2 separate regions of the Danio rerio genome follow, and region 1 is linked to region 2. Evidence: chromatin contacts called from public Hi-C data. All regions are on one chromosome and are shown on one strand. The core of a region is the stretch at or near the end of the contact, and the rest is flanking DNA. Distances in the headings are between cores, read along the strand shown.

Region 1 (5,736 bases), core at 3,139-5,638, 160 kb after region 2:
CATTGTATGGGTCAAAATTACAGCTAAAAAATCATTAGAATATTCAGTAAATAAGATCATGTTCCATGTTATTTTACAAGATATATATTGTAAACCATTTATTCAATTAATCTTTAAAGCACTTTTTACAATGTTGATTGTGTCAAAGCAGCTAAATATAGATGTTCAAGTAAATTCTACAGTAAATCTATTAAATTTGGGGCATCCCTATATGTGTGTGTTGGTTTCTTTCTCTTTCTGCCATTATAAGGAGCTTAAAAATATAGAAACAGATGTTTTGTCTATGTGTTAAAATGTTAAATGTTGTAAACTTAAACACATGTAAGGGTGTATGTAAGCCTTTTACACCTGCCATTCTGTTAACTCACTTCCCAGAGTGTTTGGATTCTGAATGTATTGCTTATTCTGTTAAATTCAAATGAAAGCATGAATGTGTGTGCTGGTGACCACTCCACAGGTCAACACACGCATACACAGACACATAGGGATGCACCGAATCACCCAATTTTATAGATTTACTGTAGAATCGACTAGAACTTCTTCTATGTTAAGCTGCTTTGACACAATTGACATTGTGTGTTTATGTGTGTGTGTTTGTGTTGACCTGTGGAGTGGTCACCAGCACGGCTCCGTCCACTCTGTGTTTGCGCAGGTTTTCCAGCACAGCCAGATGCTCATCTGACGTCCCGGGCGGTGTGTCCACTAGCAAGATGTCCAGCTCCCCCCAGGCCACATCACTGACAAACTGGCCAATCAGAGCTGAGGATGACATGAGACCTGGTGAACACCTCATCATCATAGTACAAATGCTTAGGTGCCGGGTGAAACAGCAGGGGTCAGACCTGTTTTTTTGGGCCCCCTCCAGATGACAGCCTCATCTGAATCCTCCAGCAGGAAGGCGATGGACATGAGGGCGAGCTGCTGCTGCTGCTGTGGGTCTGCGTATACGGGCACCCAGCCTGAGTCACACTGATGAACCTCTGGCTTACCCACGCTCAGCATACGCGGAATACTGGGACCACAGAGATCCACATCCAGAATACCCACCTGAAACACACACACACACACACACACACACACTAATCACAGATGAGAGCAGCGTAGAATAAAGCAGAATGGAACGGAACAAATAGGATAGAGCACAATAGAACAGAATAGAGCAGAATAAAACAGCAGTATAGAATAGAACAGGGGTCACCAATCTCGGTCCTGGAGGGCCAGTGTCCCTGCACGATTTAACTCCAACTTGCCTCAACACACCTGCCTGGGTGTTTCAGCTATACCTAGTAAGACCTTGATTAGCTTGTTCAGGTGTGTTTGATTAGGGTTGGAGCTAAAATCGCCAGGACACTGGACCTCCAGGAACAAGTTTGAGCAGTGGTTCTCAAAGTGGGGGTCGGGACCCCCCGAGGGGTCGCGGGGCAATGAAGGGGGGTCGCCTGGTGATTTTTTCAAAAATCTATTTATTTTTATTAAACCATAAGAATTAACATATTTATCCATAACTGTACTGAAAATAAAAATAGTAGTTTTAGTTTATAGTTACTATATACTATATAGTTACTATAGTAGCTTATAGTTACTAGTTCTATTGGATTGCAACCCCTGGGGTAATTACAGTATATTAAAGGCAGCAATAGCGTCAGATGCAGTTTGATTTTATAACATCAGGTTATACTTTCTAGCACATTTAAAGCACTGACACGAATTTAATTTGTGTGTCTGCGTCATTGCATGCAAGGTTTCTGTATTTATAACCACCTCAGAGGATATTGGGGGTCGCGAGTCACTGGCATTGTTATTTTGGGGGTCGCGGGCTGAAAAGTTTTGGAACCCCTGGAATAGAGAATAGCATATTGGAGCAGTATACAATAGAAGAGAATAGAGCAGAATGGAACTGAATAGAATGGAGCAGAATGGAGCCGTAGAATAGAAAATAGCATATTGGAGCAGAATATATTTGAGCATAATGGAACCTAATTTAATAGATCTGAATGAAACAGAGTAGTACATAATGGAGCAGAATAGAACAGAACATAATGGAACTGAATTAAAAAGAGCAGAATGGAACAGAACTAAATATAATAGAGCACCATAGAACAGAATAGAGCAGAATGCATCAGAGCTGAATAGAATATGCAATGGCATATTGGAACAGAATAGAGCATAATAGAAGAGAATTGAACACAGAGGAGTACAGAATAGAGCAGCATGAAACAAAAAATAATAGTGCATAATAGAATCAGGGTGTCTGCAGGGTCCTAAAAGGTATTACAAGTTGAACAATGAATTATGAGAAAATTAAGCCCCTTAAAAGTTTTAATCCGGATTTTACAAGGTCTTAAAGTTTGTTCAAGCATTGTTCAAAGTTTTTGACTCCAAAAAAAGCATAAATATATTTATGTTCCTCGATCCACGCGAGTGGTTCAGGCCGGGGCGCGTCTGACCAAGCTCCTTCATCAGGGAGATGTCACGTAATTTGCCACAAACGTGGGAAGGTGGTGTGATGTGCTCCACATGTAGCAAAATCATAGAGCGAAACTGACTGCAAAATGGGAAAATGTAAGTTTGCGTACTCCTAGTTGGAGAAAGACGAGTTTAAACAGTGGCTGAAGCCTGTCTCTGAAAGCAACCAGTTCATTTTTTTTAAGCTTTGTTTCTTCCGAGCTTATCTGAGTTCTGTTGCATGGTCGTGCTCCATTGATTTATTTTACCAAAACTGTTTATTAAGTTAAAGGCTTGATACTGATTAGAACTTGAAGTGGCGACAAGGCAGCGGGACAGATGAGAATAGAACAGAATAATCACCTTCTTTCCTGCATGTCTGAAGGCGAGGGCGAGTTCAGTGGTGATGGTGCTTTTCCCTACGCCACCTTTACCAGACAGAACCAGAAGCACGTGCTTCACCTGATCCAGATTTCCCTTTCCTGACACACACATATGAGGTAAACTAAACATTACTCTTCTTCATTACTTCACGTTTACATTTAGCCATTTAACAGATGCTTTTGTCCAAAGTGACTTACAATCGAAGAGGCATTCATCGATTTAACAAAAGGCAATATACACAGTGCGCGGGTTACGTTTTTAAAAGAGAGAAGAGTGTTTCTGAAATTGAGGGAAAGTTGGTTTTATTTAGATGAGAGGCACGGTAGCCCAGTGGTTAGCACTGTTGCCTCACAGCAAGAACATCACTGGTTCTAGTCCTTACCAAGCCAGCTAACATTTACATGTTCTCCCTGTGCTCACGTGGGTTTCCCCGGGGTTCCCCTGGTTTCCTCCCACCGTCCAAAATCATGCAACTTAAGTTAATTGACTAATCTAAATCGCCAACATGCTCCTAGTAGGTATTTATCTCTTAAGAGCAATCACTATCTGTTCATTAGCTACTACAGCAGGGGAGTTCTCGAGATCTACCTAAGCTCAAACTCCCCTCTCGCCAATGGGAGGGAGCACTGGCTCGAGGATCTTATGAGCTCAGGGCCCTCTCCCGGGACAGCATGCCAAACAAGCTTTATAATCAATTATCAGTTAAGTATGAACTCTTGAAATCATTATTTAGAATTTGCAGATAATACTTTTCTGAAATTATGCTTGGAGTATATATTTGGATTATTATATTTGGAGGAAGTCCAAATGTGTGACTACAAAACCAACTTTACCCCAGTGTTTCTACAGGTGGTTGTCAAGCCCACTCACCTGTGTGAAGCAGACTTCATAAATGAGACAATGTTTTTTAGAGATATGGAGTGATTGTAAGAAAGTGTCTTTAAAGTATAATTTATATATATATATATATATATATATATATATATATATATATATATATATATATATATATATACATACACTGTATTACAATATTTTAACCCTTTAATCTACACTCTAAGAAATGTTTTTGACAAATGTCTTTGGTTAAATTCATAGAATATACGGTTAAATTCATAGATAGTCTATAAGTTAATGTTTTTAACCTCTAATGTTGTACTTTAGTCACTAGTGGTACAGTGATGTAGCATTAATAATGTTGCATAGCTCCAAATGATATAATCCGGGTAAATGTCCAGCAAAACACTGTAATACAGTCTCGATGTCTTAAAATATGACAATGTGGTTTATTTACGCAACAGTTTTACTATGTTTAGTTGCATGTCAAGACACTGTGTTTGCCTTCACATGTATTTCAGTAACGTATCGCTTGTATTATTGCACTTTTACTACACCTTAAATGGGCAACTGTGAAGTGATTCGGTTGTATTACATAAAAACTTGTCCTGCTAATCGATGTGATCAGACTTACCGCTGCCATCCATGTTGTTTTACTTCCGCAAGTTAAACGTCATTTTGACGTCAGGTGTTTTGGTCCCGCCTAAAGATCAAGCTCATCCAATCGGATGCAGGAGTGAGCCGACTTATGACGCCCAAACTAACGTTTAAAGTGTTGAACGAAGGCATTTTTATTTTATTTTTATTTATCTGGTTGTTATTCTTTTATTCTACGTGTAATAATATGTACTGATGGTAGCATGTTGCATTTATCTTGTTGTCATGTTCAAATTATAGACTAAATAATATTCAAACGTAAAAAAAAGTGTTTTAGTGACACAGATTCATAAAGTAAAGAATAATAAATAGCATTAATATTATTTTCAGATGCGCTTAAACGGATTTATCCTTTTATGCTTGAACTTACTCATGAATATTCATAGTATAATACCAGCCCGCAGTGCATAATAATGCAAATACAGGTTTGTGTTGCTCAGTCGTTTGAGTTCACCGCGTCACTGATGTCTGCATGTTGGTCTGTAGGTCATATAATTTGTCGTTTTAGGTGAAGTTGACGGAAAGCCAGCCCGAGCTGATCCTTAAAGCGGCCTTTAATGAGGATGATAGACAGAATGACCTGTCCCGTCTGTCAGGTAACTACTATGGCGAACACTGTGCACATTGAAAATTAACTACGTAGAAAGACGTTTGTCCAATAAAGCAATCCGATTGGCTGAGAACGAGACAATATAGGCGGGCGCTACTCCGTCAACCAATGAGATTTTACTGTCGCAAGACGATACAGGAAGGTTACCAAGCAACGCCGAATGACCTAATTGATAGTCATGAACTACTCCTTTACCATAGTATGATTGATGGCTGGTGTTATTGGTGTGTGTAGATGTAGGTCAGCGCACTAACAGGCATCTGCTATATCACTTACAGCAGCTCCAGATGGAGACGTGTGTTTAAAGCAGAAGATACAAACTCTACGAAACCTTCTCAAGGTATGAGAGCTTTTATGTTTACATTTTGTGGGTCGCAAGTAATAAAACTTTAGCAGAAGTTGTGTTGGGTTGGACGTGTAGTGATTTCTGAAAGTGCACACGTTAAAAACTATCGTCTTAAGTTTTTTAGGTGAATAAAATGAACTTTTCTAGTCATCTCAACCTACATTAATCAAACTGACTCAATATATCAAGTTAAACTTTGTATAACTTACATTTTTGTTGTTGTTGAAACCTGATTAACTTATTAAAACAATTTAAAGCAACATAAACAATATATAAACAGGCTATTAACTTATTAAAACAAATTAAAACAACATAAAAATATATATATATATATAGGTTATTAACTTATTAAAACAGGTTAAAGCAACATAAATATATATATATATATATATATATATATATATATATATATATATATATATATATATATATATATATATATATAGGTCAACAACTT
Region 2 (5,580 bases), core at 1,634-4,133:
TTTGTAATCAAAAAATAAATAGCTTAAAGGGACTAATAATTTTATAATTACTAATAATTTTCACCATAAAATAGTTTTTAAAAAATTAAGAACTGCTTTTATTCTAGCTGAAATAAAACAAATAAGACTTTCTCCAGAAGAAAAAATATTATCAGACATACTGTGAAAATTTCCTTGCTCTGTTAAACATCATTTGGGAAATATTTAAAAAAGAAAATCAAAAGGGGGCTTAATAATTCTGACTTCAACTGTACATCTATGGTCATACCGATCTGCATACCCTGAATATTAATAGTAAATTGTACTTATGTTCATCTATTGTAAATCTCTGTTCATATTTAATACAACCTGTTTATAATGTTCATAGTACATCCATCTGTAAATATCACCAGTTTTTCTATAACTGCACCTTTTAACTTATTACTGTATCCTGCACTTGCTGCTATTGCACTGCTGGTTAGACCTAAACTGCATTCTATTTCCTTGTACTTCTACATGTGTAATGACAATACATTTGAATCTAATCTAATCTGTAAAGGGATAGTTCACCCCAATTTGCTTTACTTACTCACTGATTACTCTCCCTTAAGTGGTTTTAAACCTCTTTCTTGTGTTGAACACAAAACAAGACATTTCCGAAGAAAGCTGGAAACCTGTAACCATTGAATTCCATAGTACAAAAGAACAAATACTATTGAAACATTTTTCTAAATATCTTCTGTGTTTAACAGAGGAAAGAAGCTCATGAAACTGATAATGAAACAAGTGAAGGGTAGGTAAACGATGACAGCATGTTCAGTATTGGTTAACTATCCCTTTTATTAATAGAAGCATGAAACGTCAAATGTGAATGGAGGATCATTTTCTCAGATCTTCCACTTGATGGAGCGCTTGGGACGTTTTTAAGTCTTATTCCAACAGTTCTATCGTTAAGACACTAGATGTCGCTGTTCACAATCAAAATCATATTCACGGCTTTGCATATCTATAATGTCCACCACACGTGTCAAATAAATGTAATTTTGAACTTTGTTTTAATAAAAGAATAATGAAAGGTATTTTGTTTACAGCAGTGAATTTTTCACAACGCAATGTGAATTTTGTTCTCAAGAGCGAACAAAATGTTTACGTCATTAATATAAATATGAACACATTCATTTTCTTGTCGGCTTAGTCCCTTTATTAATCCGGGGTCGCCACAGCGGAACGAACCGTCAACTTATCCAGCACATTTTTACGCAGCAGATGCCCCTCTAGCCGCAAACCATCCATGGGAAACATCCACACACATTCAGTCACACTCATACACTACTTTTAGCTTGTATAATTCACCTGTACCGCATGTCTTTGGACTGTGGGGGAAACCGGAGCACCTGGAGGAACAACATGCTACCGCCAACTGACCCAGCAGAGGCCCGAACCAGCGACCTTCTTGCTGTGAGGCAACAGCACTACCTACTGCGCCACTGTGTTGCCATATATATCAACACAAAATATGACTTTTTCCAAACTTTTGACTGATTACACATTTAATTGCGGGTTTCACGTTTGTTTCATGAAACTGTTAAATTAAAAAATGGAAACAAATAGGATTTCACATTTAGGATGATCATTTAAACATTAAAAATGTATCTCTACATTAAATATTCAAGTGGGTAATCAGTAGCAAAGTCCCCTCACAGCAAGAACGGTCGCTGGGTCGCGCCATGGGTCAGTTGGCATTTCTGAGTAAAGTTTGCATGTTCTGCTCATGTTGGCGTGGGTTTACTCTGGGTGCTCCTGTTTCTCCCACAGTTCAAACACATGCGATATAGGGGAATTGAAGAAACTAAATTGGCCGTAGTGCATGTGTGTAAATGCACGAGTGTATGGGTTGTGAATGTTGGGTTGTGAGTGGAAGGGTATACCTGTGTAAATTAAACATATGCTAGATAAGTTGGTGGTCCATTCCTCTGTGGTGACCCCTGATTAATAAAGGGACTAAGCTGAAAAAAATTAAGGAATGATATTTAGCTTATTATTATCCGGTTTTCTCACCTGAGGCTGAACGAAACTAAACCTATTCGGTTTACCCACATCTGGGAGTTGTTGTACTTCATAGAAATAGAATGAAAGCTTATTAAGCGGATTGTAAACATTGATATAAAAAAAATAAATAAATAAAAATAAATAAATAAATTTATATATATATATATATATATATATATATATATATATATATATATATATATATATATATATATTTGAATAATATGCATTTATAATATTTATAATAAATCCTGTCACGATTTAAAAAAACAATTAAAGTATTAATACTGTGAAGTTCTTTGGGTGTAAAACTTGGTCCAGACGCCTCAAAAGGAGAAGGCGTTGTCACGTGATACCTGTTACTTTTCAAGGCGCAAATAAAGATATACCAATCATGTTTAACTGCGTTGACTGTGTGAAAATATACGTTTTAAAAATGGTAATTTTAATAAAAAAATTATAAAAACAACTTAGACAAATTATAAGTTTTTCTAAATTAAATATCAATGGTTGCAATTACTTTTAAAGTCTCACTGTTAAAATAAAACAGTGCTGAGATTTGAATGTGATTTAATGAGGATTGATGATTCTGGGCCGCAGAGCGCCCTCTGTAGGCAAATAACCATGCGTTTTCCAGGAACACCATCAAGCCGGTAACATTTGCGGTCCAATGAGAATTTACCTTTCTGTTCAGTCCACACAAGGCATTTTGGGAAATGAGTTTCAGAAATCCGCATTCTGAACGCGAGTTACGCCATTAAACCAGCGCAGCGCCACGACAGACCGCGGATGTACGCCGACTGCGCGCTGATCTGTTTCTTGTGATTATTTCCATAGAGGAGCATGAGGAACCCTGCGAGATTAAAGCTGTAGATCAAACCAGCCAGATCACACATCAGCACATCCACAAAAGAGCATGGATCGGCGGAAAAAGAAGCTCGTTGAGAGTAAGAACGCGTTTTTATGACGGCTTTTGCGTTTACATGGCTAATTCAGGACCGCAGAAGGGAAAGTTAAAAGGGCAAATCAAGGAAGAAGAGAAGCTCGGTCCATCCAAAGGTCTGCCCGTGCTCCACAAGTAAGATCACTTTTCTAAACACGTATATAATAGATCATAATATCATAACACACATCACGTGCCACGCTGGGGGTTATTTGACGTAAATGTGTGTGTTTCTGTCTCTTTAATTGCTCAGCCTCATCAAATGTTACATTGTATCTTTTCAACTTCCTTGCCGTCGGCGAAGTGATACAATGTATCATTCTGTGGGAAAAGAACTCGTTCTGAAAGCCCTGCTTCAGTGATGCTTCTGAAGTAGGAAGTGAAGTCTGACATTTGGAGTTCAGCTATCATTAATAATGAGCAGCGTTTAAAATATTCCAAACAAAAATATTACACTGTGGAGCTGTATTATTGTGTATATGAACAACATCTGTTATAGGAATAACTTCGAAAATGATCATCTTTATGAATAATAGACTCTTCATTAATTCTTCATTCAGCCTGGTTGACTTGTTGATGTTTTTTTCCATCAGTTGATGATCAAATATTATTAAAGTAGAATTTTAGTAGAATAGTTAAGTTTGTAATTGAGTTGGTTTTATATCCACACATTCTGACTTCCTCATTAATAATATAATGTCAGAAGAGTATGAGCAATTCCAGCGTTATGGATGTGACATTTGCATTAAAATCTCAAACCATAAATGAAGAGTTCAGATGCAAAAACCTCTAAACGACATCTGAAATCTCCATCAAAAATGATTTTTTTGTAGATTCCTTTGTTTATGTTGAGATATACCACTTTAAAGACAAGAAAAATGACTTATTCTTTGCCATAAAAGTGATATTACTAAACATTTACATAGGAGTCTGATAAACATGCTCATTTTAGAGGAATATTTCAGATGGTATTTTGAGGGTTTCGCATGTAAACTCTTCAAATGCACTGAGAAAGTATACAGTTAAAGTCAGAAATATTTGCCCCCCTTTCCCCCCCTATTTCTGTTTAATGAAGATTTTTTTCAACACTTTAATAAACATAATAGTTTCAATAACTCATCTATAATAACTGATTGATTTTATTTTTTCCATGATGACAGTAAATAATATTTGACTAGATATTTTTCAAGACACTGCTATGCAGCTTAAAGTGACATATAAAGGTTATTTTCTAGGTTAATTAGGTTGACTAGGCAAGTTATTGCCTGTCGGGCAGTGGTTTGTTTTGTAATCAAAAAATAAATAGCTTAAAGGGACTAATAATTTTATAATTACAAATAATTTTCACCATAAAATAGTTTTAAAAAAATTAAAAACTGCTTTTATTCTAGCCGAAATAAATCAAATAAGACTTTCTCCAGAAGAAAAAATATTATCAGACATACTGTGAAAATGTCCTTGCTCTGTTAAACATCATTTGGGTAATATATATAAAAAAAAGAATAAATAAATAAATAAAATTCTGACTTCAACTGTATGTTAAATTATATTGACACATCTGTTTATATTTTCCAAAACAGCTAACCACAGAGTTATGGAATCATCTGTAAACATTTTGTTTAGATTTTAAATGAGGGGAATAAACATGTGTTATGGATGTGACCAGTAAAGTATGTGAGTTTACAGTAGATCACATACTTTGTAGAAATTCTCTGAATTAAACTGCGCAACCCAAAACAAATAACACTAATCGAAAATATAAGAGTTGCTCACTATAGATCCAAAACGATTGATTTTATTTGATATTTTTAGCATTTATGAGGGAAAAGTATGGTTATGGATGTGACATCTCTCTGCTATGAATGTGAAAGATGTTAAATTGGCACTTGTGTGATTTTAGTAAACCAAATATAATTATTTGAAAACATTAACAGAGATATTTGAGTAACTTTAAAGCACTGTAAAATGCTTGCTTGCACAAAAAAACGCAGAAAGGGTCTCCATATTTTGGCGAAAACCTAATTTTTTTTTCATAGCAAGGTTAACATTTGCATGGAATTGCTTGTATATTCTTTGGAAATTCTGTGCAATCATATTAGCAGCTAATGACTATCAAAGTACAAAGTGTTCGCAGTTAAATTAATAGTGAAAGTGATGCTTCGAAGTCATACTTGCATCTAATTTCTGACTGAATATTCAAAATACCATGATAAACACTATAGGGAGCGTGTCACAAGTTGTCACTGAATGAATGTGCGAATATAAAACCAACTTTACCTCATTAATTTTGTAAATCAGTCTGTCTTTATCCAGCAGTCTGGATCTAGAGTGTAACAGATGTTAATGAAAGAGTGTGTGTGTGTTAATCAGATATACTTTCGTATAAAGTGTTTTAATGTTGAACTCCTAGAACTGAATACAAATCTGGAAGGTGCAAATGTAGCTTTTTATCAGTTCATGATAGGAGTTCATTGAGTAAAGGTTAAGTAGGTGTGGGTTTCCACTGTTAAAACGATGACAAATAGTCATGACGACAAAAGTTTCAATGTTGCTTTCCTCATTTCATAAGTTAATCAGGTTTCAGTGACTTTTTGTAGGTGTATACAAAG

Evidence for each region. Hi-C and Micro-C count contacts between places; a contact is called where the count stands out from the background.
Region 1: a contact with region 2 is called in a Hi-C map of hematopoietic stem cells, with 2.1 times the contacts expected there. The contact joins the promoter of nubp2 here to the promoter of capn15 in region 2. A contact is called at or near these places in 2 of 18 Hi-C or Micro-C datasets (hematopoietic stem cells and an unstated tissue).

Annotation. Positions count from the first base shown.
Region 1 is chr24:42,880,204-42,885,939 of GRCz12tu, forward strand. nubp2 (nucleotide binding protein 2 (MinD homolog, E. coli)) reads right to left here and starts at 4,389. Exons shown (of 6, transcript NM_001312901.1): 1 at 4,301-4,389; 2 at 843-1,047; 3 at 605-759. The coding sequence starts at 4,309. spsb3b (splA/ryanodine receptor domain and SOCS box containing 3b) reads left to right here and starts at 5,127. Exons shown (of 7, transcript XM_073941175.1): 1 at 5,127-5,273. It overlaps LOC141380771 (a long non-coding RNA gene), which reads left to right and starts at 690. Exons shown (of 2, transcript XR_012399566.1): 1 at 690-780; 2 at 866-1,430.
Region 2 is chr24:42,723,149-42,728,728 of GRCz12tu, forward strand. capn15 (calpain 15) reads left to right here and starts at 2,884. Exons shown (of 12, transcript XM_002663847.8): 1 at 2,884-3,106. The coding sequence starts at 3,012.